Regions from separate parts of the Mus musculus genome. Here all the other regions are linked to region 1. The links are chromatin contacts, called in public HiCAR-type, HiChIP or PLAC-seq and promoter capture Hi-C maps. All regions are on one chromosome and are shown on one strand. Each heading gives the region's core, a stretch centred on a gene start, on an enhancer-like site or on the middle of the called end of the contact. The rest is flanking DNA. Distances are from core to core; before and after follow the strand shown. Region 1 holds the start of Slc35b4 (solute carrier family 35, member B4). Region 2 overlaps Mkln1 (muskelin 1, intracellular mediator containing kelch motifs). Region 3 holds the start of Podxl (podocalyxin-like). Region 4 overlaps Podxl (podocalyxin-like). Region 5 overlaps Lncpint (long non-protein coding RNA, Trp53 induced transcript). Region 6 overlaps 2210408F21Rik (RIKEN cDNA 2210408F21 gene). Region 7 holds the start of Mkln1os (muskelin 1, intracellular mediator containing kelch motifs, opposite strand).

Region 1 (4,069 bases), core at 333-2,832:
ATCATGTAGCCAGGCTTGAGAACTGAACTAAGTCAAAGTGAGGCTTCCCAGCCTTGGAGTTTCAATGACAGATGATCCTGGGTTCCATTCCCTATGGATTTCAGTTTAATCAGGCTGAGGTGACACTTTAAAGATGACCTACTGATGTCACTGACTCCGTCCCTCTAAGTACTTCCCCTTCCTCAACAGCTCTCAGCTTCAGCTACAGAAATCACCCGGGGAAACTCTGAGAATGCCAACGTTCAAGCACTCCAGTCAAAACTGGCCATACCTGGATGGGAGAGATGCTTTTGTGGTTGAGAGCACTGGCTGCTCTGGCAGAGAACCCAGGTTCAACTTGGAGCACTCAGGGAATGGCTTACAACCTCTGAAACTCCAGCTCTAGATCGGATGCCTTTGTCTGGCCTCTGAGCGCACCTGAAAGACATATGCTGCGCACATACAATGCTCACGTCAGCATTTAAGTGTTGAAAGGAAGCACGTGCCTTTTACCCTTCAGCTGAAGTCTTGTGGCATCAGTTACTGAGCCTCTTGGTGTTCACTCCGATTCAACAGCAATAGCAAGAAAGACTGCATGGTGACCATCAACTATGTACATAGGCCAGTGCCTTTGTGTTCTGTGTTTGTACACCTAGCAAGACCAGTTTTTCATAGATGCGATGAATTAACAGCCCTATTTCTTCCTATTATGTAAGACTAGTGCTACTGCTCAGAACTGTGCCCCTTCATACGTGTGATTGCATCAGCAGTGACACCACATGATGGGAGGCAATTTAGGGGATAAACATAAACACTCCGAAGTTTTCCTCAAGATTCACAACTAACTTGCCAGTGGCTTCCCCAACTTGTGACCCAGAGATCTCATCAGAATCCTGGCGCCTGCATGCTCTAAATGATGGTTACTGAGCACAATTTTTATTTGTGGTCCTGAACTTTGAATTTTCAATAAGCTCTAGTGCATTCTGAAATTGGGAATGTCTGTCTTTCAAAGGAGACTAGAAACAAGAACTATGGCAAAAAGAATGCCTTTTATCAGTTAAATTCAATATTTAATGAGCACCTTAAGCTGGCAAAATGCCAGCACAAGACATGTGTTCAGTGTCTCTACAAAAATCACGACATAAAGCAATACATTTACTGTATTAGTCTATTCTACAACAACTATTAGTAAGACAGGCCTATCTTCCCCTGTGATGAGAGTGGAGTACTAAGCCAATGCTCTAAACAGGCAGTTTAAGCCAAGGCTCAATCTCAAAACTTTTAGGTTCGCTGTTGTCCTAGAATTCGGTTTAGATGTTACAGGAATTTCTACATTCTCTCAGTTGCAGGTGAGTTGTTACAGATGCTAGAATACTCTAATGAGAAGTCAGTTACAGGGAGCACACAAGCTATTTCGTTGAATCCCATTCCAACCTTTATGGTACTGAACACGAACAGCATTGGGACTTCATTTCCCAGAAGGCAGTGCGACACCGACTCACGCGAGCCTTCGGGGGAAACTTGCCTGTTTTTTTCACGCCTGCCGTAAAGGCGCGCGGTCTGCTGGGACATGTAGTTTGGTTAGCCCTAGGACGCCCCCTCAAATGAATGGGACCGGGTATGACTGAGAACTACAGCTCCTGGTCTGGCCGCGTCGGTGGCAGCTGCGGAGGAAGAGTTGATCAAGACGGCCCTCAGGGAGGGAACCGCTGGCGGTGGTGATGTTGCGCGCGGATTTTCTAGGGTAGCGAACTGAAAGGGCGCTTTTTCTGCGCGCTGGCTCCCCGTGCCCCGCACCGGCCATGCGCCCGGCCTTCGCGGTGGGCCTGGTGTTCGCAGGCTGCTGCAGTAATGTGATCTTCCTAGAGCTGCTGGCCCGGTGAGTGACCCTCTCGGGCCGCGCCCGGGTTCTCGAAGCTGGTCCGGGGTTGCTAGCCCTGGCCGCCTCCCTAGTGCGCTGCACGGGATACCCACGCAGTCAGCTACTCTGCAGCCCTGGCACTCCTCCATTCGTTAGCATCCAGGTGACAGGAACATCCAGAGTGCTGCTGTCGGCATCTCCAAGCCACACTTTGGGGAGTTTGAAGCCTGGAGACTTTCTCACGTGACCGATCCTAGGTCTCTAGGAGCACCCTCTCCAACTACTACTCATCCAACTCTAGCACCTTTCGCTGACCAGTGAATGAATGACACGTGTCTGTCTGGAGCAAAACTTTTCTCACAGAAAGTTTTGTGTGTGTGTGTGTGTGTGTGTGTGTGTGTGTGTGTGTGTTGACATGTTTTGCGAAACATTTGTTTTTGTTGGTCGTAGAGATAGATGGTTGTGAGCACTTGGCTTAGACTCATATGTGAGTGATGTGGTGCAGATAACAACTGAGCTGTCACCATGGTCCCTGGGCATTTCGCACATCACAGTCTTTCGTTGAGAAGCGTGCTCTTTGAAGTGTAGATTGGGAACAGGATTGGCTTTGTGGTGTGGTGTCTTGCAAATAACGTTGGGTAACTATGTGCAAAGTTCAGTAGGCAGAAGTTAGAAAAGAGACAGGAGATGAACTGGAAAACGATTAGGACTAAACAGCTCCAGTTAGTTATTTAAGGTTTGGAGCTTCGGTCTCCTTTTTCAGACAGTTCAATACTCAGTTCAGAGTCACTAGCTACAGGTTTCTATCTATATACTGCTTAGGGCAACCCTGTGACCAAGAGTTACATTGTTTTGTTGAAAGTGAAACAGATGCAAAGTTGGGCATCTTTTCACTATTTGGAAGTGGCAGAGCAAAAATGGGCTGGACTGTATCTGTCTAAGCTCCTAGCCCAGTAACATTTCCAGATGCCTTCCATTTTTGAACTTGAGTTTTGAACATGGTGTGATGTCTGTTGGAAATTTATCCTGTTTGATACTGTTGGTTTGAATCCTTCAGAAGTAAGCAGTTTATTTATGATCAAGTCTGTATGTGTTATAGTTTGCTTTTAGAGAGCTTACCGTTTTATTATGCAGAGTGTTGATGAAGATCGATTGTCTTGGGAGTGGACAGGAAGATGAAAATGAAAAAGAAGTTTCTGGATACACTTCAAAGGCAGAAAACTTTGGAATTCAATCTATTTAATATATTTTTAAATAAGAAAGTGATATATATTCAGGCTAGCTATAGAAACAAAGTCAGATAATTGCATTGAATATGCCACTAAATTATGTGAAACCTGTGTGTTCTAGCTTGTGAGCTCTTGGCTAAAACACTTTTCTCAACCATCAGAGGGGTGGGTGATAACAGCTTCATCCCCATGGATTTTGAAGGTGAATGAGAAATGCCTACCTCACGTTGGTGACTTCCCTAGCCTTCTCCCTTACAATTTGTCTCAGTGCAGGCGTACGTTGTTTTTGTGAGGGTCCAGAAAAGTTCTGTGTGTATCCAGAAATGGATTCCTTTCTCTTTATAAAGTCTTTTCATTCTTTATAGGAACTTTTATTTAGAATTTTATTAGGATCAATTTGTAAATGAATCCAAATTCCTTATTTAACTTTACATATATATAAATCTGCATTTTTGCATACAACTGAGGGTTTTCCTTAAGACGTAAGGAAGTGGGCTTATTAATGCAATGTATAGTACATTAGACTGATAACAACGTATGCCTGATTTGCTTAAGTAAACTCTTCACACTGTCGAGCCGTGAAAGCCGACCCGATTCGTCCAGATAGCCTTTAAAGTTCCTTCTAGATATGATCTTGAGATTTGTGGCTTTAATCTTGAGAAATCACCGTAGAAACTTCTCAGAAAAGCAGAAGCTGTGCTTTTTAAATGGCTTCCTTGGAACACTCAGGTGTTAACTCTAAATACAAAGGCTGCAAAGACTTGTTGAAAGAAGGGAGTGTTGAGCCATTTCCCCCCCAGTTGAAAAACAGATTCAGTTTCTTCTTGCTGACCTTTGTAGACCTAGAATTGGTGCCAGTGATAAGGTGCAAACCTTGTGCACTGCGTAAGCAGCTACACAGTAGTGAGTGAGGTCTTGATTCCCTTCTTAAGGAGCTTATGGTCAACCTTGAAAGCATGATACATATGTGTATATGCTATACACACACACACACACACAC
Region 2 (3,772 bases), core at 959-3,458, 2.7 Mb after region 1:
CCTCCAGGTACAACAATTCTTTAAGAAAGTAAAAATAAAATAAACGGGGGGGGGGGGGACAAAAAGGGAAGGCATAAGAAAGGGAGCAGGAAAGAAGGGAAAAAAGGAAAGGGGGAAGAGAGGGAAGGAGCAGGTTCAGATGGGGGCAGACCAAACAAACAAACAAACAAACACACGCATACACAAAGCAAAGCAAAGCAAAGCAAAGCAAAGCAAAGCAAAGCAAAGCAAATGGCTCTGTCCTTCATAAGTAATGCAGCAGAGAATGGCTGGGAAGCCCCAAAACCAAACAGAGAAGTAAAATATTAATTTCAGTTTAACTGTTAGGTCAACTGAGTCTGTGTGTTCTTCAATTCCAAGCATAACTCTTCAAGTTTTAGGTGGGCACATTTACCAGCTAGTTCAAACCAGATGTTCAACTCTGCCAGAAAAGTTCTCAGTAAAACACTGAACATACAATAAATATTCTAGTTTGGAACTTTTTGAGCAATGAAATTCTTAGGATCATTGTAAAAATCAGCCACTTTGAAAATGCATACTTAACAGAGATATCCTCAAAAGAAATCCAACCTAGACCCAGAAATGAAACCTTACAATAACTTATTCAGGAGGAAGAAAAATCATTGTTTGGTGGTTCTAATTCTCTCCTCCTCATTTCCAGTCGTAAACATTCCCTCCTCAGAGATGCTTTCCCAAACTACAGTGTATTAAGGGTGCCTCTCTCATGCTACACATTAGCAAAGCATACAACTTCTTTTCTTCACAGCACTAAGGATGCAACTGCAGCCAGTCTTCACTGGAATACGAACTTTTTGAGTTAGCTTAATCCCTGGGGTCCTCATGTAGATCCTTAGTGCTTAAAACAATCTTTGGAAAATGGAAGTCAATGAACTATTTGAAGAGAGGGGGTCTAATAAACCTTAAATGCTAGTAAACAATCAACAAATGCTGCTAATTTTTTTTTTCGAGACAGGGTTTCTCTGTGTAGCCCTGGCTGTCCTGGAACTCACTTTGTAGACCAGGTTGACCTCGAACTCAGAAATTCGCCTGCCTCTGCCTCCCGAGTGCTAGACCACGCCCGGCAAATGCTGTTAAATTAATGAATGGATTTGCATGCTTTGTGTGGTTAATTCCCTGTAAACCAATTAAAAATTAATACACAGCAAACATGTAATTTTAATTTTGGAAGAACTGACAAATGCAATAACTAGTGAATGAGACAACTTGCCTTTCTATTACTTTAAGTTCATAGCAATAAAACTATGATAAAGGAAAAATCATCACCAAAAGAAACCTATGTAAAATTTAAAATGTCAGAAAACAAAACTGGATACAATCACCCTTTTTAAAGATTAGGAAGTGATACATCAAAATGTTAATAGATTATCTCTGAATAGTTGGATTGTTTTGTATCATTCTGGGTTTTGTTGTTGTTATTGTTTTAGAATCTCAACCATGAGATTATTACCTTTGTAGTTACAACAAAAAAGGCACAAGAGAAGTGTCACAATGGTAGTCATAACTGATTAAAGATAACAATGTTGCAAATGACTATATAATTGTTACAAATTTAAATGTTTTCAGATTATAACCATTAAATTTATTACAATAAAAATTTTTTAAGTAGCTTTGTTTCCACTATTATTACTCTGTGAGACTTTTGTTCAGTTTTGGGAAGTGGTGCAGTGCAGTGAAATCTTTAGTCTTGGCTCTATCACCATGTAGTTGAATTATGTTCAATTATTATCAGGATCTTACCATCAATAAAAGATAATCTAGCATACAGTAAGGTCGAAATAACTACAGCTGCTGCGGCTGGCATGAAGCTTAGGCCCTGAGCACATGCATGGATACAATCAATTAATAAATCTTTAAAAGCCTACTTTGATCTAGAACCCCTGTGCCACACTGGTGCTCACTGGGCCACATCTTGGAAATCCCCCTTTGTTTTTCTATGTTGGATTTTCTTCTTTTTTTTTTTTTTTTAAAGCTTCTGTGTTTTCTCTTTTGATACTTATTGTTTTGTTAGTATATAAAGTATCTTTCTAAAAAAATAGTACATAAAAGTTCTATCAGTTTCCTATCTTGAGATAACTGCTATTTCCAACCCTTTTTGCTTCATACCCGAAACACATGCTTCCCCAGACTCTCTAGTGAACCCTGGTTTCACAGTTCTAGCCAATGAAATCTAAGCAGAATCCCACTGGGAGTTGTCAGGACAAATTTTGCAATCCCTGCCGGCCACCTTTGGAAGGAAAGGCATGTTTGAACTTGTCTCCAGATAGCTACCACTTTTACTAAAGACAGTGCAGCACAGGAGGGAACCTGGGGGCTGAATCACTGCATCAGCGCTCATGGTCTACTCTGGACTTCTTGTGCTTAGAGAGATGATTCTGCAACTGTTTAAACTGCTAAGAGGTAGGTCTAGAGCGTAAACATGGATTTACCCAGTAGATCTAAAAATAACTTCCCTTTTTTCTTCACCATTTTGGCTACAAAAGTATCTCCAGTTTAGTAACTTTTCCAAGAATTTTCTTTATCTTGTAGTATCTAATGGCACTGAGAGTTTCTATGTCCTTCTAAGTCCTGTTTCCTTGAGTGCAACTCATTTTGTTCTAGGAGAGTTTAGGAGGTCCTCTTTCTAACAGAATACAAAAATGCACCTTAATACACAATGATCTGCCTTGATGATCTGGCAAGGAGACCTTTTGGTTTTCTGAAATTTAACTTCATTTTATTTTATTTTATTTGTAGAGGGCCATTTACAATCTGAAGATCAGTGTTTTGGGTCTGCAGAAATTTTCAAATATTTATTTCCACATCTTCCATTTACTTTGTTCTTTACGGTTGGGAAAACTCTAGGGTTGCAGGTCTGTAGCCCTGGCCAATGAATCAGAGACTAGGTTGTAAGACTGTCCATTTTACTGGTAGTCACAAAGAACAGAACACAGCAAACAAACCTCTAGCCTGAACTCCAGTAAGGAGGGTATGAGTACAGATCCTGAGAGCCAAATGACTCTACATTTTCTCCTTTAGTGTTACGTTTTAAAGAAAATAACTTTTCTTCTTTGAGATTTTTATTTCAATTGTGTGTGAGTAGATAGGCTACTTGTCATACATTATGTCTGCAAGAAGTCAGAGGGTAACTTCTAGGACACAGTTCTCCTTCCATCATAAGATCCCAGGATAGAACTCAGACCACCTGGTGTGCATCACAAGGACTTTATCCACCGAGCCATCTCACCAGACCAGTCTTTTTCCTCTTCTATGTAAACAACTTTAATTAAAAGAGGGTTACTCTAACATAGTGCCCATAAATGACAACAACAACATATGTATTTGTGTGTGTGGATATAGATGTGTGTGTGTTGGGGGGGGTGTTAAGGTGTGGGGTGGTAAGTGTTTGTGGGGGTTAAGGTGGGGTGGTAAGGTGTGTGTGTGTGTGTGTGTGTGTGTGCGCGCGTGCAAATACATGTGCTTGTTGGTGCCTGTGGAGGCTAGAGGTCAACACAGGGATGTTTTCTTCTATTGTTCTCTCCCTTACGATTATCTGAGACAGGATCCCACTGAGGCAGCTAGACTGCTGAGCAAGCTCCGATGATCTGGCTGCTTCACTCCCCCAGCACAGGTGTTCCAGACACCCATCACCATGCCTAGCTTTTCAATGGGTGCTGGTGGTCTCAACTTGGGTTCTCAGCGTGTGTAGCAGCATTTTACTGACAGAGCTACCTTCCCAGTTCCAACTTAGGTACTTTAAATTCATTTTGTAAAA
Region 3 (4,085 bases), core at 162-2,661, 2.6 Mb after region 1:
GGGATCCGGGAACAATCTCTCCACTTAGGCTCATCTGACAGAAAGACTCCGGATTAGCAACCCAGGAGTCATGTGTGACAAATTTTCACCATATCCTTTCCGTGTCAGCCTCCCCTCCCCCTTCAGCTTTGTATCCCGAGATGAGAGTGCCACCTCTGCAGGGGACTCCACTGAGTCTGCAGCCCGCAAAGCCTCCCCGCCTCCCCAAACGAATAGGATGCGAGCTTCTTTGTCCTTTCACAGAGTAAACTCGGGTTTATGAGATTCTCCATTTATGAGATTCTCCAATTCCGATCTCCCACCTCAGGTCTATGGGTTTCTCACGAGCGAAAGCTGCTTCTTTCATTAAGGCTGTTCAAGGTTCTGGCCCTACGCTAAGTGCGTCTCCCAAGCAAGTGTCTCAGCAGCTGTTGGAAGTGTTGTTAGCCTTGTTCTTCGTATGTAAAGAATCAAAGCACTCAGAGTGAGTTAGCCCAACTAGGTTTTGAGCCCAGGTTGGATTTGACGCCGAGGCCCTTAAATCTCCATTGCTGCTTTTTATTCAGCAATATTATTTCTTATGGCTCAATTACAGTATTACGGGCTCTGTGCAAAGTATTTTTCCAGATTAATCTCAGAAGTAAGGCTGCTATTTACCACCTAAGGGATCTTAAACAACTTTTTAAACTATTTTTTTAACTCTATTTTTCTGTCTGCAAAACGAGGCTTAAAAATGTGACTGCCGTGAAGAGCAAGCGAATTAATACGTGCAAAGCACTTAGAACACAGACGCGCACGAATTAAGCGCTGAAATTTTTGCCTTAAAAGAGTCGCATCCATTTGTACATCGGTGGGAGAGGTTAAAAACAAAAACAAAAACAAAAACAAAAACAAAAACCCGTCCAGATGGTACGGGGCTCATCCCGGAGGACAGACTTGGGGACTGCACGAGATCCAGGCACCTGCTGGGCAGGGGACCTGCTTCCCTTGTTCTGCCGCAGGAAGGCGCTGAGGTCTGGGGGCCTGGAAGGGTCGGTTCTTATCGGAACTTCCAGACTGGGGGGGCCTGTGCCTGCGTTGTAAGGGCGGTAGCATTATGGAGGATCCGGGCTGATCCCCTGCAAAAGCAATGTGTAGGACATCCGCGGCATGGATTGATTGTCTGACAGGGTCCCTGGCGCGCGCGCAGGCAAGTATACACAGCGTGAGCACAGATTCACAGGCACACACACACACACACACACACACACACACACACACACACACACACACTCACTCACACACGCACTGCCCGGGACCGCCAGCCCCTGCTCCCCCGCCCGCCGCGCTCCAGGGCGGAGTTTCCTCCTCTGCTTATTGTTCGCAGCCCAGCGCCCGCCCAGCCGCCGCCCCGCCCGACCCCGCCGCCGCTGTGGGCGAGCTCCTGGGGGAGGGGGCGGAGGCCAGCGCGGACGGGACGGGGCGGGAGTCTTCGCAGCAACGTGCGCGGGGCCGCAGCGGCGCAGACACCGCCCGGGCCGCAGACACCTTCGCTCGTCGCTGCTGGCTCCGTGTCCCAGCCCAGCTCTGCGGTAGGCAGGAGGAGCGGCCGGATCGCGACTCCGGAGTTCGCGGCCGTCGCCAGGCCTCCCGGAGCGGCGCCGACGCTCCCGCTGTCCGGACGCGCGACCCTGCGCCAGCGCCGCAGCCACCTGCTCGGAGTCCCCGGGCGAGCACAACCATGCCTCCCACTACGGCGCTCTCCGCGCTGCTGCTGCTGCTACTGTCGCCTGCATCTCACTCCCATAATGGTGAGTGGACAGCCGCGGCTCTGCCGGGACCCCTGGTCATTCCCCTCCGCCCCAAGCCTGGTGGGGCTCCTGGGAAGCCGGCTGCACCGCGTGGTCGGACCGCTTGCAGCCTCTCCCGCGTGGCCGCACGCAGAGTCCTGACCTTGGCACCATCCACGCCCCCTCCAAATTGGAGAACCCCGCAGGTGCGGGGCCAGATCGTGGATTTATTCCTAGTCTTCACTGGTGTAGAGTGAGCCGGAGGTTGTGAGATTGTAAAGGGGGCACTTGGTGGGTTCGCTGGAGATGGGGGGGAAACTTTGGGTTGTGGGGAGGTCCCAGATTCCCGCATGACCACCAGAATGCGATTTCTCTTTCTCGTGTTTGGGGCTACTAGGGGACCGTATTGGGAGGTCGTTGAAACTAAGCAAAGCCGCGGGCAGGGACCACAAGAAGGAGCCCCTGAAACTGACCTCAAATCCCTAAATGCCCACGCGTGTAGCGTACTTCTTGTGCAAGCGCTTTTTCTTAAGCTTGTCCCGGGACGGGTGGAATAAGCGCTCCTTCCAGGGTCCCAGAGCCTGGTTCAGTGGGGTCCTTGCCTTCATGTTGCCAAAGGACCGGATTCTTTCTCAGAGCATGGCCAGGATGGTGGGCCCCTCCCACCCCTTTGTGTAAACAAGAAATTTCTTTCACAAATGAGGTTTGAGTTGTGTCTTAGTAATACCTCGGGCACCCATCTCCCATCAGACCCAGCTTGGAGACGATCCCACTACCTTCTTTCTGAAGGTGGAATGTTACTTTCTGTTTGAGAGGTCAGGCAGTGTCTGCAAACATAACCAGAGCAGGTGTCCCAAAGTCCCTGCCAAACAGCTGAGAGACTCAGCCCAGGAGAGAGAGGCAGGTTTCATAAACGGAGTAGCCTATCTTGAGCAGGTAGCTGCAGGGAGAAAGTAGCGAAGGGAGGCTTTCCAGAGTCGGAAGTACAGTGGTGACCGCCCAAGCGGGGAAGGGACTCTGCTGCTGTGGGAGTTAGTGTTGGGGGAACAGGATTCTGCAGAACAATGAGAGATGAGATGGTAGGGTGGCGAGGGCTGGTCCTCAGGGAATGGAGGTTTAAACCTCCGGAGGGTGGCCTGGGACTCCAACGGGACCTGGAAGGGAAGAGTACTCCCATTGGGGGAAGGGCCTGTGCTCCTTGAGGAGGGGTGCAGTTCGAGGAAGATGGGAAGAGCTTGGAGGGCCACAGTCTAACAAGGACCGACAAGTCTGTAGAGTGCCCTGGCAACTTCATGGTCTTCACATGCAGTCTTTTGGAGGGGGAGCCCCTAGTACCATTCAAAAGCCAGATGAGCTAGTTAGTCCACAGTGATTCCAATCTTATAGAAGCCAAGCTTGGAGAAGATACAGGCTAAAGGGAGATCCCTGGAAGCCATCAGTGAACTGCTCCCAACCGGGTCCCTGGACATCAAGGTTGGGCTTCTTCTTCTTCTTCTTCTTCTTTTTTTTTTTTTTTTTTTTTTTTTTTTTTGGCCTTTTTGAGATAGGGTTTCTCTGTATAGTCTTGGCTGTCCTGGAACTCACTTTGTAGACCAGGGTGGCCTCAAACTCAGAAATCCGCCTGCCTCTGCCTCCTGAGTGCTGGGATTAAAGGCGTGCACCACCACGCCCCGGCAAGGTTGGGTTTCTTGTCTGGCACCTGACAACTGCCTAGGAATGATGCCTGCTGAGGGGCCCTGTCCAGACTCTACCACAGGGACAGCTCATAGTCAGAGATCAATATGCTCGAACAAATGTGTCCAGAAACCTGGCCTTGTTCCAAACAGCAAGTCTCTTAGCACCACTGAGCCCTGGATACCGAAATCCTGAAATGTCATTTTCACAGTATGTGGCAATATAGAGACGTTCTTTGACAGTGTTTGGTGGCGAGGAGGAATGGTTACACTGATGACGAGGACAGCAAATTGATTATGATGACGATGATGATGGTGAATTGTATCCAGGTCAAAAAAGGCTTAGGGGGCAAACCTGGGTTTGGGTTGTGGTGGTTTTACACCCTCCTCTAGGCCTGTCATCAGCCATATCTCCCCACCCCCACCCCCACCCCCACCCCCCAGCACCACCTCAACTGGTGGAATTCTATGATGAGATGCAAAACTGTAGGCTTCCAGTGCAAGTCTCTGTAACAAAGGGATTATCCCAACAGGTCTCCTGCTTTCCTCCTAAGCTGGTGGTTTGAGCTCACCCTGGAGGTAAACAGCCTTTATATCCTGGGGTCCTTCCTGGGCTTTTCCTTTGCCACAGGGCAAGTCAGACCTTTGCTCTCCACTTTCCTTT
Region 4 (4,262 bases), core at 466-2,965, 2.7 Mb after region 1:
TGTGTGGGAGGGAGTGCCACAGAAGGATGGTTAGGGGTGGAGGCACCTAAGACTATACAAGCCAGCCACCATCCCAGCAGACCCGAGGGACATCCTCCCCTTGGGTACCCCCTCTACCCCTGACATTTCACTCTGGGCTGGACCCTGGAGGCAGCATCTGTCTCTTGTCTCTCCCACAGCGAAGCTTTCTCCTAAGGCCGTGTATGAGCTACTGAAGGACAGATGGGATGACCTGACAGAGGTAAGGAGCTTTGCCCTGTATTGTCCTAAGCCCAGTGCCTTCTGGTGAGGAGTTCCTTTGATAGTATAAGCATGCAGGAGGCAGACATATGAACAGGGCGGGTGGTAGGATAGCAGCAGCAGACCCACACAGACTGGAGTGGAGACAAACGGTCTGGACTCCCGTTTTCTGTCACTTAAGTTCTGTGTCTTGGCCAGGCCGGAGTCAGTGACATGAAGCTGGGGAAGGAAGGGCCTCCAGAGGTCAATGAGGACCGCTTCAGCCTGCCGCTCATCATCACCATCGTCTGCATGGCATCCTTCCTGCTCCTTGTTGCTGCCCTCTACGGCTGCTGTCACCAGCGGATCTCCCAGAGGAAGGACCAGGTGAGTGTTTTCTTACTCTAGGTAGCCCAGTTACCCAATGTGTCTCTCACTCGGTCCCTCCACAGGAGTGGGCCTGGAGCCTTCGAACAGGTTCTTGTCCCCGCTGTCAAGCTAGCTTGTCTCTAACGCTGGAGACTCAAATGTGGAAGCAAGAGCAGAAACACTAGGGTTAAGCCGTGTCTGTAAGTCAATGTCTGTAAGTCAATCATAAGTCTACAGCCTTGTCGTCTGCATAGTGGGGATGGTCCCTTGCAGACCTGTTCTGGAGACTTAGGGGATATGATCCCTAAATATATTATATATCATATATGGCCTTGGGCAAGTGCTGCTCTAAAAAAGCTTCTTTCACCCAACCAACTAGAACCACATCTTCTCTGGTGTAGTGGTGGCGTACATTTGTAATGGCAGCACTTGGGAAGCTGATGCCGGGGGATTGCAAGTTGGAGGTCAGCCTGGGCTACACAGCAGGACCCTGTCTCAACTTTACAGTGCTGTTCTGCTGTGGGTCTCCACCCTAGCTGTAAACTAATGAGAGCATTAAGACAGTTCCCACTCCTATTGACCTCGTGCATTGACCGAGGCATGAGTGATGGCAGTGTGTATCCACAGCTGGATCTCAGAGCACAGACTACTGTCTGCACATCTGTAAGGGCCACCCTATTCACCTTGACCACTGAAAAGTCCTGTCAGGCTGCTCTGAAGGAGCCTTGTTTGTTTACTTATTTATTTATGTTGTTCTTCTCTGTTATTTATTATGGAATGATGTAGAAAAACAGAGGTTTTTATGGAGAGGGATGGAGAAGAGAAAAAAGATCTCAAGGACAAAATGTCTTCAGAAATCTCTCTCCATGATGTCACAGACTGCCACGGAATGAAGGTAGAAAGCAGCTGGTAATTTTAGGATATGGGGGAGTACTCATGAGATGGTCAGGCTAGTAGCCAGGGTGGTCTCTGCCCCCACAAGTGAACCACGGGAATTTAATCTGGCCAACTTGAGGTCCCTGGGTTGAATGGGGAAATGTTTCATATTAAAGCTCACAGCACTCCAAAATTGCCGTCTTCCTGTGTTATTGTCCCCATTTTAGCAACGGCTCACAGAGGAGCTGCAGACAGTGGAGAATGGTTACCATGACAACCCAACCTTGGAAGTGATGGAGACTCCTTCTGAGATGCAGGAGAAGAAGGTGGTCAACCTTAATGGGGAGCTGGGGGACAGTTGGATCGTCCCTCTGGACAACTTGACCAAGGATGACCTAGATGAGGAGGAAGACACACACCTCTGATCTGTCTGCTGGCCACCCCAACTGCACTGCAGAGCTCCAGACCACCCAAAGTGCCATTTGGACAGGGAGGGGGAAATCTTCCCACCTGAAGACAGAAAGACTGGGGAGGGAGAATGGACTCCGAAGGTTGTCTCCCTCCTCACAATCCCTACAGGGCCTTAATTTTCCTTTTCAAGTTCAACAAAGTCACATTCTGTCTAGTTCCCTCATGTAAAATAACCTACTTGTGCCTGAGCCCAGAGCAGGAAGGCAGGAGGAAGATGGAGAACGCCATGCGAGTCTCTGGAGCTCCTCCAGGAACGGCACCCTCTCATCTCATAACTGAGGCCTTAAGAGGTCAGGTGACTTGCACGGGGCCACACAGCCCTTTGGTGACAAAGGTTGTTTCCCTCAGTCTGGTGCTTAATTGCATCCAGACACACTACTGTGTTCATCTGTGCCCATTCCCCAAGGCACAAGACACTTGCAGGTGGGCAGGCTGGAAAAGAAAACCAAGCCTCTATGGTCTCAAGGACAGGTCCCCAATTTCCATCTCCTATAACATGGCCTCGGCTAGCTTGTTGTATCCCACCTCTCATGAGTTAGTCTTTAGTCCCATTATTTCCCAGGGCATGGCTTTGAACTTCTTGTTCTACATTCTGATTTCCTTGCCTTTCTTAGTGGGATTGGGACTAAACTCACAGGCCTCACTATCTAATGGAGTCTGCCTAAGGGGTGGGTGGGCAGGCAAAGGCATCTCATGCTCTGATGGCTTCCCCAATAGCTTCCTCATGGCAGCTGATTCTGTACTGAGACTGGCCTATCATTTAAGACACTCCCTAGAAGACACTTCTCAAAAATCTCCTCTGGCCGTCTGCTTCTGCTCCTTTTTTGTTGTTCACTGCTCAGCTGAGTGGGTGACTCCTCAAAACCTAGTGTCACATAGCAGTTGTCTAGGAACAGATATGTCCTGGGGTCCCAACTGGTCCCTGATTGGCAAATGTGTCTCAGTAGACAATCGATCTAACCTACCAGGCATTATTATTATTCCACAGGAAGCTCAGGGACTTTTCAAGTTGCTGAGAGCTTGGGTTGGTGTGCTGTGGTGTGTTGTGTGTGTGTGCGCCAGCTCCTTACTGCCAAAGGCCAAAGCTCAGATCGTGGAGACTGTGAGCTAATTCCATCGGTTTGCACCCTCCTTTGCCACATGGAGAAAGGCCCAGATTGTGCAGTTTTAAGATACCTTGGCCTACTCTCCCAGCACGGAGCCAGGCTTTTGTGTCTGGTGTGCTTTGTGGCATTCCAGCTGTCCCATTTCTGATGGCCTCTCAGGGAACATAAAACCATGCCTAGTACCTAGCACAGGATTTGTCCAGGCTCAGCGGTGTCAGGCAGCCATGTCCAAGGTTGCGAGGGCCCAGCATAGTGATGATGGGTTTCCTGAGAAAGGGGAAGGGGCCCTGTGTGGAGCTTTGAATTAGGCCCATGGTTTGTATTCTTGTGGTATAAGTTCCCAGGACTGTCTGGTTTGGAGCAGCTTATTTGAAAGGGGAGCTAGGGGGGCAGACAGGTGTCCTCTGCCTGAGTCCATCTTTACCACTGTCTCTCTGAGATACAGACTAGAGAGAAAGAAAAGGCTGACAGAAGTCAGGGAAGGCTCCTAGTGAGTTTCACAGGAGCTTGAAAAAAAGGCTAAGAAGAACTCAACAAGCCCCTTGGCATGCTTCTCTAAGGTTTGCAGGGGAGTGTGGGGAACAGTGCCAACTGGGGGGGGGGGGGGAATTAGGTCTGTTTGATCCCTGCATTAGGTTCTGCCACCCAGTGGGTTCATTCTGTCATGGTCCGAGAGGCAGACAGGATTTCTTCTTCTCAATGGGGCAAGGCCATTTGACAGACCGCAAATGCTTTTTCTGCAAACTGGTCACAGATTTCAACCCTACAGTCTGTCAGCTATGATTGTAATATTAGACAACAGATAGTGTGTCTGGGCTGGAGGAACAGCCATGGCTCTGACCAGACTGGCCCAGTGTTCCTTCTTGTGCACTCAAATTGTGTAGCCTTTTATTACCTGGCCTTCACTTGCTCTTACGGCTGGGACATCTGTTCAGCAAGACATGCTGCTAGCATCTATAAAAGTCATCTTCCTGTGGTTATGACCGGGTTTTTAGAGCTGTTAACTCAGAATCTCAGGCCCAGTCAGAGAAAAGGGAGAGGAAGGGAACTTTAGAGCCAGCTGTACCAAAGAGAAACCAGAGCTCTTCATTTCAGTGGCAAATGGTTCTCCCCTAGCTGCAAACCCCAAGGGCCCGATGGCTGTGCCTGAGCACACCCAGCAGCTCTTGTGCTCCCACGTGCATGTCAAGAGAGGCAGGTGAGCATGGGGCACTGAGCAGT
Region 5 (4,058 bases), core at 504-3,003, 3.0 Mb after region 1:
GATTGGCTGTCATGTCTGGTGATCTGAACTCTGGCCCTCATGCTCTTATTAACTGAGCCATCTTCCCAGCCCCTCACTCTTGCCATTTTAACTGTTTTTATTAAGACTTCTATTGTATTATTAAATAATCCGCAGTGTTGCATTTTCTAGCTGTTAAAGAAAATGCTTCATTTAACAGTTAAACACTGAATTCGTTGTAGCTCTTAAATGACTCTAATCATGTCTTTTTCTGTTCTACTATGTCAGGCTTTATTTTTTAAATATGAAGGTAGCTCAAGAATGACAAAACCATTAACTGTCCCTTTAAGGACTTAATTTAACCCGAATTAATATTCTGCTCACGTCTATAAAACCTTGATGAGAAAGTCACCCGTGTTGCCTAGCATGCTTGGTAAATGTGACCTTTGTTGTATAAACGTGTATGTGGTACGGGAGGAACTGTGTGTGGATTCTGAGTTCTTGATGGGATGCTGCAACTCTGAGCTTCAGAAGGAAGGAACTCTTACTCTGGCTTTCATGGTAACTCTGCCCACAGCCTGGGGCCACTAGAGAACACCCTGCTTTCTGCTTGAAACACAAGGCTTCCAAACCAGCATGTTAGGTCCCTACTCTTGCAATCACCCTTTCCCCCAGTACCCATCCAGATGGAGGAGAGTAGCTCATGGACAGACATGTGGACTTCTCCCTCCCACAGACAGAGGTACCTGAAACTTTCCTTTAAATAAAGCAGTATTCTCCCCTCCGAGTCCTCTGCTGCTGCTGTGCTCTGCTTCCTCCCAGGATTCCCGAGCCAGGTGGCTGTGTGTGTGTGTGTGTGTGTGTCCGTCCATGTGTGAGGCCGTGGGGGGGGGGCGCTGTGGGGGGGTATGGGGGAGCTTGGTAATTGGCTGGCTCACGGTGTAGTTTGAATCCCACATGGGTGTCCAAAACAAGACACAATGGCCATGTTCACTGGAGCTGACTTAACATTTGCCCTCAAGTTCTGATTTTTAACCATGAATAGAAGAGCTACAGGTGTGCTAACTATACATACTATACATCTAAATATAAAGCTAGCACTCTATATTATCTTTTCAAAATGTTATACCTCTACATAACTATCCATACTTTCTTTTAGACAAGGCGCTATTGTAAAGACTTGGCTGGTTTGAAATTTACTGTATAGACCAAGCCGCCCTCAAACTCCTAAGAGATCTGCCAGCTTCTGCCTCCTAAGTGCTGAGATTAAAGGCATGCTCACACACACCCCAACTAGTATGATATATATTAATTAATATTTATTAGTCTCAAAATGATCATTCTACCAAAAACTTGTACCGTGTCCAGCATGTAGGTATGTACTATTAAGAGTTACTAAAATTAAATCTGTTTAAAAATCCTTTGCCACAATATAGCTCAGTGGTATGAGGCCCTGGATTCAGTCCACACTCCTGGTCAGTTCATCAAGCCTTTCTGTGGCTACCATATTTGAAAAATACTGTTAAGAAGTTTGATTGCACACTGTCTGGGTTTTATTTATTTCATTGGGCTATCAGAGCTTTGCATTTGTACCATATATAATATATACTACAAGGAAGTCTGAGTAAGCATGCCCCCAGGGGCAGTCCTCAGTTTATTGTTGATCTGCTAGAAAAGCTTGTTCTCAGATAGGAACCAGACAAGTCACAGTTAGACTGAGACTTACTTCCCAGCATCCCTAGGGATAACTTCGTAATCAATTCTCTTTTGTTTTTGCTTTATCTGTCAGGGAATGTTGAGCCAAAGTTCTGGCACAGTTGAAGTAGTCCCTTGGCTTGTAGATCTGTATGCTTAGTCCCAGTCTCTAAGAACACCTGCCAGAAAGCCCTTTAGCTGGCTTTTCCAAAACACTTTAATTTTCAAAATAGTAATTAAAGAACTCTCACTGATGTAGTTGACAAAACCCTTCAGGCTTCTCAGGGTTGCTAGGGAAATTCAGCTGGGAGTATATTTGTGTCTCAGTCAAGCGCTGTGGACAGGGTTTGCATAAAAAGGCAAGAGGGCTATATTGTGTCTCTTTGGAAAAGGGTTCTTTTAGGCAACAAATTGAATTCTTAGCAGGTATCCTTCTTAGTGCAAGACACACTGCAATGCTTTCCCCTTTTCTACTTTAGTCTAGAACTTATAAGCCACTATGACACTAGCATATTTCAGGACAAAAGGTAAAATAGGTTTATAAAAAACAAAGTTTAAGCCATTCTATTGGGAAGAATTGGTGAACAGATTTGATTTGGGGGCTTTCTAGTTGCTAAAGCGAGAAAAGGAAAACACAGAGTTGCATAGTTTGTGTGTGTTGACAACCAGAAGCACATAAACATCTGCAGAAACCAAACATTTCCTGGAACTAAACTCAAGCAGAAACGTGTCACGTGAACCTTTGTTTAAAGAGTCTAGTGAAAAATATCTTCAACCACAGTTACATAACAGGCCCAGGACACCGCGTGAATTGGGTTCTCTAGGAGGTAACTGGGAGGTGCACAGGACAGGCGATCAGAAACGAACTCTGGGCCCTGAGGTCTGGCCCTGGGCTGTTTGGAAATCTGCTGAAGAGAGCTTCAACCCCTTGTTCCTCTGACTTCACCCTGTGAGGGCTCCTAGACATTGCAGTGTAGCGTCTCCATAGTGTGCCTTCCTCCTTGCTCCAACGACAATGACTCCAGTGCAGACATTTTGTTTTGATGATTAGGATAAAGCACTGAAGAAAGCAAAGACCATCTTCAGTCTTTCAAAGCATATATTTTTTAATGCAAGTTTTTATAATAAAGAAGCTTAACCATTCATAACAAATGAAATAGGGCAGACCCAGCTCCTCCCTGCATATGAAGGGCAACTGTAGCCAATTGCCCATCTGAGAGAATGTGATCACAGAAGGGCAGTTTCTTTTAAGAACACTCTCTTCTTGGATTATTAGGTATTGTGGTTTGAGTAAGAATGGTCCCCATAGGCATAGATGTTTGAATGCTTAGTCTCCAGGGAGTGGCACTGTTTGAAAGGATCAGTGTGTAGCCTTGTTGGAGAAGAGTGTGTTCCTTGGGTTTGGCTTTGTGGTTTCACAAAACCCATGCCAAGCCCAGTGGCTCCCTCTTGCCTGAAGACCAGGATGTCAGCCATTTCTCCAGCACCATCATTGGCACACCTGCCACCATGCTTCCTGACAGGATGATAATGGACTAAACCTCTGAAACTGTAAGCACGTCCCCAGTTAAGTGATTTCTTTCTTCAGAGTTGCTTTGGTCGTGGTTTCTCTTCATACCAAAAGAGCAATAAGACCCTAGGGTACAACCATTTTAAAAATTAAAAGCATCCTAGCCTGCCATGTATTTCTCATACAGACATTAATTACTGACTGCCCATAGCAGTAAAACATGAATAATACTTTCTGCTACTTGAGGCCAGATCACACACCTTACCAGCAATGTAAGAGGATGTGTTAATGGGGTTTAGGGAGGTGTCATGGGTAGCTTTTCGTGTGTGTGTGTGTGTGTGTGTGTGTGTGTGTGTGTGTGTGTGTGTGTGTGTGTGTGTTTCCTTGTTAGTGCTGTTGATTGACCCCAGGACCTGTGTAACCAACCAGTATATCCCCCCAGGGACAATTCTGAAGACCCCAGTTTATATGAAAATCTGCTGGACAAGACTTTTTCAGATAAGAACTGAGACTTTCCGTCCAGCATGGCTAGAGATAACTTTGGAATTGCTAAAGGCTGTGCCACAGAGCTGTAGGCCCTGCTCTTGGTTTTATGAGCCCGGTCTTAGCATCTAAATTCAAGTAGCCTTTGATCTTGCCTGGTCCTCCCTCTGCCGGCCTCTTGAGTGCTGGGGTTACAGGCTTATCTACTCCATGCGGCTGTTTGAAGTGGGGCTTTTGTTGTTGTTTGTTTTAGATTAAGAAGGCTAATGACAGCTTATGGATGATGGCCACACTTAGATCTCTTCTGGGTTTTTGTTTTCTAACGCTGTGTTTCTGGGACATGAACCCAGGGCTCCATCAGTGCCAGTGCTGTGTTACAAGCTTTGGCATTTAGTTTTTGTGTGATAAAATT
Region 6 (3,985 bases), core at 904-3,403, 2.8 Mb after region 1:
ATTACTATAGGCTCTGGGAGCAAACTTAGCAGGGCCTGTGTTGGCCCACAGGTACTTCCTCTTCGTGCCTAACAGTCCCCAAGATGTGCAGTCATCTTCAATATTTCTATTCACAGAGATGGACTGTACTGCAACAGGGCTTGCTCAGATTAGCAACAAAGAGAAAGCGTTTTAAAGACAGGAGCTCGCCCTGTAGTCCAGGCAAGCCTAGAATTCACTGGATAGCCATGGGTAGCCTCAGGTGACACATCACTCTCTTGACTCAGCTTCCTGAGCACAGCAGCTATGTGTGTGTGTGTGTGTGTGTGTGTGTGTGTGTGTGTGTCACCATGCTTGAATAAATCAACCTGAAAGTTAATGTCTGCCTACAAGCTAAGTTTCTAAACTCTGAGATTAATAAAGTAAAAAAATATATATATAGGGGCGGAATTTTTCTCCTGATTATTGTAACAAAGGGCTATCTTAAGTTAATAATTAAATATGTTAATAATTAAAAGGCAAAAAAATCCAGTAGAAAGAATAAGCAAAAGATTGACTTTCCAAATAATAAGCAAAGAACTCCCTGTAACAATCAAAGAAATGGTTTATTGTTGTTCAAGTTCTGCCTACGTATGTGTTCTAAGCTTCCGGGTAACGTGAGCTAAATGAGACCTCACAGTCAAGGCTGAAAATCTATGGAACCATTTTTTTTCCTGCACTAATCCCAAACCTAAATCTCTCAATGTTAACACCCCCGACTGAGAGTGGAGACAGAAAAGAGCTGGCAGCCTCAGAAGGAACAGTCCAGCATTGTCTGGGCCTGGTAGACAAATGTCGTCATCTGAGGAGGAGGAGGAATGTGGAGGGCAGTGTCCCTAACCTGCAGGTTGTTTCTCAAGGAACGAGCAAGCTTTGCTCTGCTTTCTGCAGAGCCGCTGGAGTCTTGGTATATTCCATGTGTGGCCCCTGGGGTAGCGGGACCTCCAGGGAACTTACAGATGAGCATTAGACTGCCTTCCATCTGGCCTCTTGAACTGGAGCCGGCATCTCAGCTAGCTCCCCGGGTGACTGCATGCACAGATCTTACAGTGATTGCACGCACAGGCTTTACAGTGCAGTCCTAGGGCAGCCTCTGCCAGGCTCACTCTACACAGGTGCTCTGCCATTGCCGCCGGGATGGAATGCGCAGGTGGTCTCCAAGGAGCCCTTCGAAACTAAATTGCTGGATTTAATGAAAAGTGTCACACTCAGCCAAGTCGAATGTTCTCCACTTTACAAAGGGCTTTAAGATTAATGAATTAATAAAGGTGCCATGGTGCCGCTGCTCCAACAAGTGAATTTAGAGTTCTTATTAGCATCCTTTCACTGGGCATCTGGATAGACCCAGGAGGCCTCAACTAGGATGACCCCCCATCTCTCACACATCCTTTCCCATCCACCTCTTCAGGAGGGGAAGCGTCGTGGGATGTAACATCAAGAGAACTGTGACGGAAAGATACGCCTGCAGGAACTGGAGAAAAAACAACATGTGGTCTAAGAATACTTACTGCTCTTTGCCTGTCTATCACTAGTACAGTCCATAAGCTTTCTCCTGGTATCATCCAAAGGTGTGTGTGTGAGAGAGGGGTGAGGGTTGGGAGGAGAGGACAAAAAGACAAGAAAGAGAAGGAAAAGGGTAGCTGGGTGTGGTTTGCTCTCCCTTCAAACCAGTACTTGGGAGACAGAGGCAGGCAAATCTTTGTGAGTTTGAGGCCAGCCTGATCTACACAGCAAGTCCTGGACAAGCCAGGGCTGCATAATGAGAGTCTGTTTAAAAAAGAAAGAAGTGGGGAGCAGGGGTGGGGGACACCAAGATCTAGTAATCTTGTGCCGTCCTATGAATGGACAGAGGCATGGATTCTGGGCACTGAAGTTGCCTCCACCCCCACCCCGAGGCCACAGTGTACACACCAGCACCTCCATCTTAATTCAACTTGCCCTCTCCCAGCCTCTCCACTGAGCAGACCATCTTGGTAGCAAGCCACCCTCCAGCTTCAAGGTTGTTTCTGGATTTGGGGGCTGCCAGAAAACCAGTTAGATGCAAGGAAACAAAAGAGATTCAGGGGCTAGAGAGGCATTCGTTCGGCTAATGAGTGAGATGACTCACGGGCTGACTCAGAGGAACAGGGCGAACAAGGCTCGACTGGGAGAGAGAAGCAGTGGGGAGTAGACCTCAAAGGAGCCCTGCAAGCCAGATCTAGGAGGCCAGGGACATACATGATGGTTTGGGTTTGGAGGGGTAGCAGAGCCTCAAACAGAGGGAGATAGGGCTGCTTCTTCTTCTTCTTCTTCTTCTTCTTCTTCTTCTTCTTCTTCTTCTTCTTCTTCTTCTTCTTCTTCTTCTTCTCCTTCTCCTCCTCCTCCTCCTCCTCCTCCTCCTCCTCCTCCTTCTCCTCCTCTTCCTTCTCCCTCTCTTCCTCTTCCCCCTTCTCCCCTCCTTCTTTTCCTCCCCATCCTTCTCCTTTTCATCATCTTCCTCCTCCTCCTCCTCCCCCTTGTCCTCCTCCTTTCCCATCTTCCTCCTCTTCCTTCTTCTTCTCCTTCTCCATCTTCTTCTTACCCCCAGAAGTTGGGTTGTGAATCTATAGCCTTCTGTGCTCTGAGAGCCGTGTAGTATCCTCCAGGAACAGTGAACTGCTTGCAGGCAAATCTCAGGGCACAAACTCAGCAGGGATTGTCATCAGGTCCCAGGCAGTGAGCAGAACCAGGACCCACCCTCTAGGTTTCTAGTACATTATGGGGCGGGGCGGGGCAGGGGGGGGGGAAGCTCTTTTGATTTTTTTTTTTAAAGAAGTGTTTTACATTTGAGAACACTGTGATCCAACCTGTGCTTATAAATATATTGAAAATGGTTCTAAACATATGACTAAGGCATCTTCTCCTTTGTGAATGGCTAATTGAGGTTTTGAGATGGAAGATTCCAAGGCTGATTATTGTTTTGAAGGTTAGTACTTACATTGCCATATGAGGTTGTACCTGAAATGATATGACTGTCCACCTACACAGTAGAACCAGGTCTCTGGAAGATCACAGCTTTGTGACCTGGTCGAGTGTAGGGACAGACTACTAGGTGATGAATTTTCTTCATGTGTCAAATAAGTGGCAAAGGATCAAACCGGCAGCCTCAGCCCATTCCGTCAACGTAAACCCACTGAGCTAGCTATAAATAACTTTAGTTGATTACATATTTATATGTAATTTGATGGTTGATGTCGCAAATGTACTTCAGCAGAGCAGTATGAGCAGAGGCAGGAGTTCTTGGCAGCTTGGCAACCTGTCACCTTTCAAAAAAAGAAAAAAAAAAAAGCCATAGAATTTCAGCATCCCTGGCCCCAACAGACAGCAACAGTGTTGGTTGGCTGTTGTTAATTTCAGCCTTGGCTAACTACTTTTCTGTCACCATCATGTTGCCTGTATTTAATGCTGGCTGTTTTATAACATTATAACCCCATCTGTCTGATAATTATGGAAGTGCTGGAGAGTGTTGAGTGTGCTGATCATAGCAGGCTTATTCTGATGAAAATAAAGAGAAAAGTCGTCAGAGCTGCACGTGGGTAAGAAGAAATGGTTCATTCGTCTACACTGGAGATCAAACCCAAGGCCTCTGCCATGCTAGGCTCTACCAGGGAGTATTGGGCTCATCCTGAAAGACAGAGAGACTGAAGACATTTTGGATATGCTGGTGGGCCTGTGCAGTAAACAGTCATCTGGGAAAAAAAAGAGAAAAAAAAATCTTAAAAAGGGAAACTCATTTGAATGCCTCCTTAGGAGATGAGTGACAACACGGAATACATAGACTCCAAATGCAAATTCAGGTAAGGGCTGAATTCCATACAAGCATTTAGAAGCCAGGCGTGTTCGAAGACACTTGAAACCTTTGCTGAATGGGATGGTTCTGTAGAGTCAAGGCCACTTAGATGCAAACAGCCTTCCAGGTCTCCTGTGAACCGCTAAAGCGGAAGGCATT
Region 7 (4,117 bases), core at 911-3,410, 2.8 Mb after region 1:
AAAGATTAGCATGTGAAAGGCATAAGTAATTGCCATTTTTTGTAATTATTACCATCACCCCAAAATGCCTAGATTTCTATCAATAAATATTTGTTCTTTGCTGAACAATTTCAACAAATAGCTGGCTAGACCTTAAAAAAAAATCACACCTGCTTGAGACATTTCATAATACCTTCCACTGTTTCACCCCATTAGAGGTCATTTTAGGGGGCGGGGAAACCAATCTCTTTCTTAAACTTCCTGTCATACAAAGACGTATACTTGCTAACCTAAGTTCAGAACCAAGAATTTTACAACTAAGGCAGACACACACCAGCCTGCCTAACAAAGTTCTCAAACCCAAGCTTCCTAATGCTCATCTGCACTCCTTCACTCCGGACTGCTTAACTCTAAAGGGCTTTAAAATTAAAACTATACTATATGTTTGAAATGTCTTTGTGGTTAAACAAGATACACTAAGTGCAAGTACTAAGTGCAAATAAACTGTTTTCTCTGTGGCCTTAAGGAAGCTATAGCAATGGCTTCTTCCAGCTGCAGTCCAACTGGAACAGCAGGTGCTGTCCCCACTCCAAACTGGAGGCTGACTAAAACCACTATCCCACCAGATCAAGACTCCTTTTAGAAATGCCTCTCTCCTTAACATGCCCATACAACAGGTAATGCAACTGGGATTTGGGCTATCCCAGTCTCATGCCTACACCAGAAGGTAAAGCGATGGCAGACAACCTAAAGTGTAAGTTATCTAACCAAAGACCTGGGGGTGGAAAAAGTCATTCGAGGTAGTTAGTGACACACCACCAACTCTCTAACCTAGACACAAAAAAAAATGTTATCTTCAGATTCAAAGGAGTCAGTCAAAACAAACAACCTTAAAAAGGCCTCCAAAACAAACAACCACACACACACCTCCAAAAGAAAAAACTACCAAAAAAAAACAAAAACAAAAAACAAAAAAACAGAGGTTTACAGAATGAACAGCCACAAGTCCACTTCAAATGAAGGTCGGTGCTTATCCAGCTCACCCTCAAATTAAAAGCTGGGTTCCAATATCAATCAGAGATGTGGCCATGTACCAGCTATCAACAGGCCACAACCGGCCAGATCAGACCACAGGTCAGCCTTCATTGGGCGGGAGCTACAAGGCTTCAGTGCCAACCCTTGACCTGGTGACTAGGAGGAGGGCAGGTGGGCAGTCCGCGGAGGCTGACTCTTCACCCGCAGCTTCAACTTCCAGAGTCCTGACCGACTGGACTCGAGAAATCCAATCTGAACAAACGGGAGGAATTTTAAAAATACGAATGGAACACACTCCCTGTTCAGGACACTCCGGAGATGTAGCAATTTTATTCGAATAGCAACGGAAAACTGCACCCGTTCCTCGTTGTGTTCCTAAGGCCATTTCTGCTGACTTGGTGGTGCCCTCGGGCAAGCCGCACGCCCCCAGACCTGCCCTCCTTCCCTATCTTTTTCAGAACTTCCAGCCCCCCCCCCCGTCCAAAAAAAGCCAAGACACCCCTCTGCCAGTCCTCCAAGTTCTCGCCAGGGTGCGGATGGACTCCCCAACTTCTCTCGCCACTCGTGCAGAGCTAAGCACTTTTACTGCGGGCTCAGGAACTCCGGCGCTGTCCGAGCCGTCCGGGAAGGACCGGGCCCCCGTCGTCGCCCTGACCACCTCCGACGGCGGGGGAGGCTCGCCCGCGGCCCGGGCCCGGAGCCCCGCTCCGCTCCGCCTCACCTCCCGCTGCGCAAGCCCGCCTCGCCGCCGCCACCCGGAGCTCGCTCCCGGGCCCTCAGCCCGGCCTCGGCCCGCCAGGCCGGAGCACTCGGCCGCCGCACTGAGAAGCTCCGGAGGCCGCGCGTTCCCCGTCACAGGCCCCGCCTGGGCCTCTCTCGGCTCCGCTCCCCACACCGCACGCTCTGGCGGGCCGCGCTCTCACCGAGCGGCTCCGACAGCTCGAGCGCGGGGCCCCGCACTTACTCGGGAAGGTAGGTGGAGGAGAAGGAGCTCCACTTATGCAGCGCGTAGGGCAGAAGCCGGCACTCCGGCGCCACAGCAACAGCCCCGCCAGCCGCCATCTTGTCAGCACCGTAGCGGCCACCACCGAGCGCCAGCCCCGCCAGGAGGAGGGCGGGGACGGGGCCTGCTCTTAAAGGGGCCGCGCCGGGAACCCGACCGCGCAGGGCCGGCACTGGCTGCTTGGAGGCCGCTTCCTCGGGTTTCCCACGCTGTCCTTTCCTAGCTGACCCTCCCAGGGAGGCTTTCCTTTCCTGTGAGGCTGGCAGAGGAGTGGCACAGAGGACTTTTCATACAAGCTCAGGTAAAGACAAAGCCAAGGACATTTTGAAAAAAAAAAAAAAAAGAAAGAAACGTCTCCTAGAATAGGAAGGGAAAATTCGATGAGCTTGGGAAGGGAATATCTTTCCATCTTTCCTACTTTGGAAACCACTGCTCTAGCCTGTTTATAAATCCTCTCCGGAAACAGAGGTGAGGAGAATTGAAGTGCAATAATAACGTATGGCCTTTGTCTCTGCAGTTGACCTGGGGTAAAAATGTCCTTGTCACCGTGTTCAAGGGTCAGGTGGAGGCAAGATAAAGGAACAGCTAGTGTGTTCTGCTATCAGTCTGTAAACATTTCTTGTCGGCCTCTCTTACTAATATTCTGATGGCATCGTTGTACCCAGAAATGACATTCGCCCACATACCAGGAAGATGCTCAGAGTTGGAAAGTTGTGTGCCATCATTTGTCTCCGGCATTAAATCTGCTTGCTTTGAATTTTAACATAAATTTAGCCCAAATGTTTGGAAAGAGAGAGATGTTTGAGAAAAGATCGCGTCTTCTTCAGAAGGAATAATGAGTACACCCCACCCACCTCCAACATACATACTGTTCATGAAGCCTGACAGCAGGCATCATTCCAGCTTTTTATCACAAAAGGAACATCTGGCCTAAATAGGTGGCAAAGTTAGATAATGCTCCTGTCTAGTACCTGTTTGTCAGGGTTATAAATATGCCCTTGCTTACCTAGCGGCATCACCCAAAATCGTGTCACTCCCTGCCTAAGAGGTTGGACTCCTGGAAGTTTGGATTGCATCATTGTGTCAACCAGAGGATATTAAAAACTCAAGCAAAGAGTATCTCAATAAATGATCCAATAGTTTTACTCTTTTTGATTATGATCGTTAACCGGCCCATCAAATCTCTCCAATTCTTTATTGGCTTCGTTTCCATTGGTGAAATTTTAGCAGTAGCCTCTACTATGATACCACTAGCAATGTCAGCTAGACCACAAGTATACTCAGTGTTTAAGACTTTGTTGGGAATGAGTATGAGCCCTGAGGTAATGACCCCTGAGGTATTGACCCCTGAGGTAATGACCCCTGAGGTAATGACCCCTGAGGTAATGCTCTAACCCCACTGACTTCAGTTAGATAACTGCCTACCATGGAGGAAGTTAGTTACAGAGAAATTATCTTGGAGGGAAAGATTGTCTTCTAAAAGGGAGAAGATAAGATGGGGATTCACTCCAGTTAGAGGACCCACAATTTGCTAATTCCTCTTCTTTTTGGATCTTAGTAAGTCATTGTTGTTGTTGTTGTTATTGTTGTTGTTGTTTTTCTTCCAGGCAGAGAATTGTATAGTTCCTGATCAACTATATAATGTGAAAAACAGATATAAACCAATTCTTCTTATTGAGATTGTAATTCAATTACAGTATTTCTCCCATCCCTTTCCTTCCTCCAAACCTTCTATATAGCTGTCCCTACTATTCAAATTTATGGCCCCTTTTTCATTAATTGTTATTGCATATATGTACTTGTATATAAATATTTATTCTCCAGTATAACCGGTTGAGTCCGTATAATGTTACCTGAGTTACGTTTTCAGGTGTGACTGTTTGGCACTGGACATTGGCATGACCATTGGCATGACCTCCTCCTTCCCTGGGGAGGCCACTCTCCAGCTCCCAGCTTTACTCGGTGCTTCTCCTCACCTCACCCGCCATGCAGCTTTAAACCAACTCTTCTCAAGTGTTAGACTTTCCTGCAGTTGTTTGTTTGTTTGAGAGGGGAGAGCTGTCATGGTTGTTGTTTTCAAGACAGAATCTTACTTCGTAA

Evidence for each region. Promoter capture Hi-C pulls out the DNA fragments that hold promoters and counts their contacts. HiCAR-type assays count read pairs that join an accessible place to other places. HiChIP or PLAC-seq counts read pairs in DNA pulled down with a chosen protein or histone mark.
Region 2: a contact with region 1 is called in a promoter capture Hi-C map of liver, with 4 times the contacts expected there. The contact joins the enhancer-like site here to the promoter of Slc35b4 in region 1. A contact is called at or near these places in 9 of 39 promoter capture datasets (the 3T3-L1 cell line, 3T3-L1-derived adipocytes, the C10 cell line and 5 more), 2 of 115 datasets of contacts at active chromatin or transcription factors (astrocytes and embryonic stem cells) and 1 of 9 other capture datasets (embryonic stem cells).
Region 3: an H3K4me3 HiChIP or PLAC-seq map of embryonic forebrain shows a contact between it and region 1, with 12 times the contacts expected there. The contact joins the promoter of Podxl here to the promoter of Slc35b4 in region 1. A contact is called at or near these places in 10 of 39 promoter capture datasets (the 3T3-L1 cell line, 3T3-L1-derived adipocytes, cranial neural crest and 6 more), 7 of 115 datasets of contacts at active chromatin or transcription factors (astrocytes, embryonic forebrain, embryonic stem cells and 2 more) and 1 of 9 other capture datasets (embryonic stem cells).
Region 4: a contact with region 1 is called in a promoter capture Hi-C map of hippocampal neurons, with 14 times the contacts expected there. The contact joins the enhancer-like site here to the promoter of Slc35b4 in region 1. A contact is called at or near these places in 8 of 39 promoter capture datasets (the 3T3-L1 cell line, 3T3-L1-derived adipocytes, embryonic stem cells and 3 more), 2 of 115 datasets of contacts at active chromatin or transcription factors (astrocytes and embryonic forebrain) and 1 of 9 other capture datasets (adipose tissue).
Region 5: a contact with region 1 is called in a promoter capture Hi-C map of liver, with 2.2 times the contacts expected there. The contact joins the enhancer-like site here to the promoter of Slc35b4 in region 1. A contact is called at or near these places in 5 of 39 promoter capture datasets (the 3T3-L1 cell line, embryonic stem cells, hippocampal neurons and 2 more), 1 of 115 datasets of contacts at active chromatin or transcription factors (large pre-B cells) and 1 of 9 other capture datasets (embryonic stem cells).
Region 6: a HiCAR-type map of astrocytes shows a contact between it and region 1, with 3 times the contacts expected there. The contact joins the enhancer-like site here to the promoter of Slc35b4 in region 1. A contact is called at or near these places in 5 of 39 promoter capture datasets (the 3T3-L1 cell line, 3T3-L1-derived adipocytes, embryonic stem cells and 2 more), 2 of 115 datasets of contacts at active chromatin or transcription factors (astrocytes and embryonic stem cells) and 1 of 9 other capture datasets (embryonic stem cells).
Region 7: a promoter capture Hi-C map of pre-B cells shows a contact between it and region 1, with 6 times the contacts expected there. The contact joins the promoter of Mkln1os here to the promoter of Slc35b4 in region 1. A contact is called at or near these places in 5 of 39 promoter capture datasets (the C10 cell line, cranial neural crest, hippocampal neurons and 2 more) and 1 of 115 datasets of contacts at active chromatin or transcription factors (astrocytes).

Annotation. Positions count from the first base shown.
Region 1 is chr6:34,174,567-34,178,635 of GRCm38.p6, reverse strand. Slc35b4 (solute carrier family 35, member B4) reads left to right here and starts at 1,582. Exons shown (of 10, transcript NM_021435.3): 1 at 1,582-1,858. The coding sequence starts at 1,782. Gm13855 (a long non-coding RNA gene) reads right to left here and starts at 1,588. Exons shown (of 3, transcript XR_868963.3): 1 at 1,414-1,588; 2 at 272-431.
Region 2 is chr6:31,478,692-31,482,463 of GRCm38.p6, reverse strand. The region is part of intron 12 of Mkln1 (muskelin 1, intracellular mediator containing kelch motifs); the gene reads right to left. Among named protein-coding and RNA genes, the nearest start is that of Mkln1, 82 kb to the right of the region's middle. Within about 2 kb of position 2,208, at least 26 of the 459 cell types and tissues checked have an H3K27ac peak or open chromatin away from gene starts, as enhancers often do. A contact at or near this core is called in embryonic stem cells and liver, where this site is marked.
Region 3 is chr6:31,561,263-31,565,347 of GRCm38.p6, reverse strand. Podxl (podocalyxin-like) reads left to right here and starts at 1,411. Exons shown (of 8, transcript NM_013723.3): 1 at 1,411-1,769. The coding sequence starts at 1,700.
Region 4 is chr6:31,520,649-31,524,910 of GRCm38.p6, reverse strand. Podxl (podocalyxin-like) reads left to right here. Exons shown (of 8, transcript NM_013723.3): 6 at 180-241; 7 at 439-606; 8 at 1,692-4,262. The coding sequence ends at 1,889. Among named protein-coding and RNA genes, the nearest start is that of Podxl, 41 kb to the left of the region's middle. Within about 2 kb of position 1,715, at least 23 of the 459 cell types and tissues checked have an H3K27ac peak or open chromatin away from gene starts, as enhancers often do. A contact at or near this core is called in hippocampal neurons, where this site is marked.
Region 5 is chr6:31,183,101-31,187,158 of GRCm38.p6, reverse strand. All of the region lies in intron 1 of Lncpint (long non-protein coding RNA, Trp53 induced transcript), which reads left to right. Among named protein-coding and RNA genes, the nearest start is that of Lncpint, 33 kb to the left of the region's middle. Within about 2 kb of position 1,753, at least 37 of the 459 cell types and tissues checked have an H3K27ac peak or open chromatin away from gene starts, as enhancers often do. A contact at or near this core is called in liver, where this site is marked.
Region 6 is chr6:31,330,554-31,334,538 of GRCm38.p6, reverse strand. All of the region lies in intron 3 of 2210408F21Rik (RIKEN cDNA 2210408F21 gene), which reads right to left. Among named protein-coding and RNA genes, the nearest start is that of Mkln1os, 66 kb to the left of the region's middle. Within about 2 kb of position 2,153, at least 84 of the 459 cell types and tissues checked have an H3K27ac peak or open chromatin away from gene starts, as enhancers often do. A contact at or near this core is called in astrocytes, where this site is marked.
Region 7 is chr6:31,396,816-31,400,932 of GRCm38.p6, reverse strand. It overlaps Mkln1os (muskelin 1, intracellular mediator containing kelch motifs, opposite strand), which reads left to right and starts at 2,160. Exons shown (of 3, transcript NR_040300.1): 1 at 2,160-2,318. It overlaps Mkln1 (muskelin 1, intracellular mediator containing kelch motifs), which reads right to left and starts at 2,105. Exons shown (of 18, transcript NM_013791.2): 1 at 1,979-2,105. The coding sequence starts at 2,076.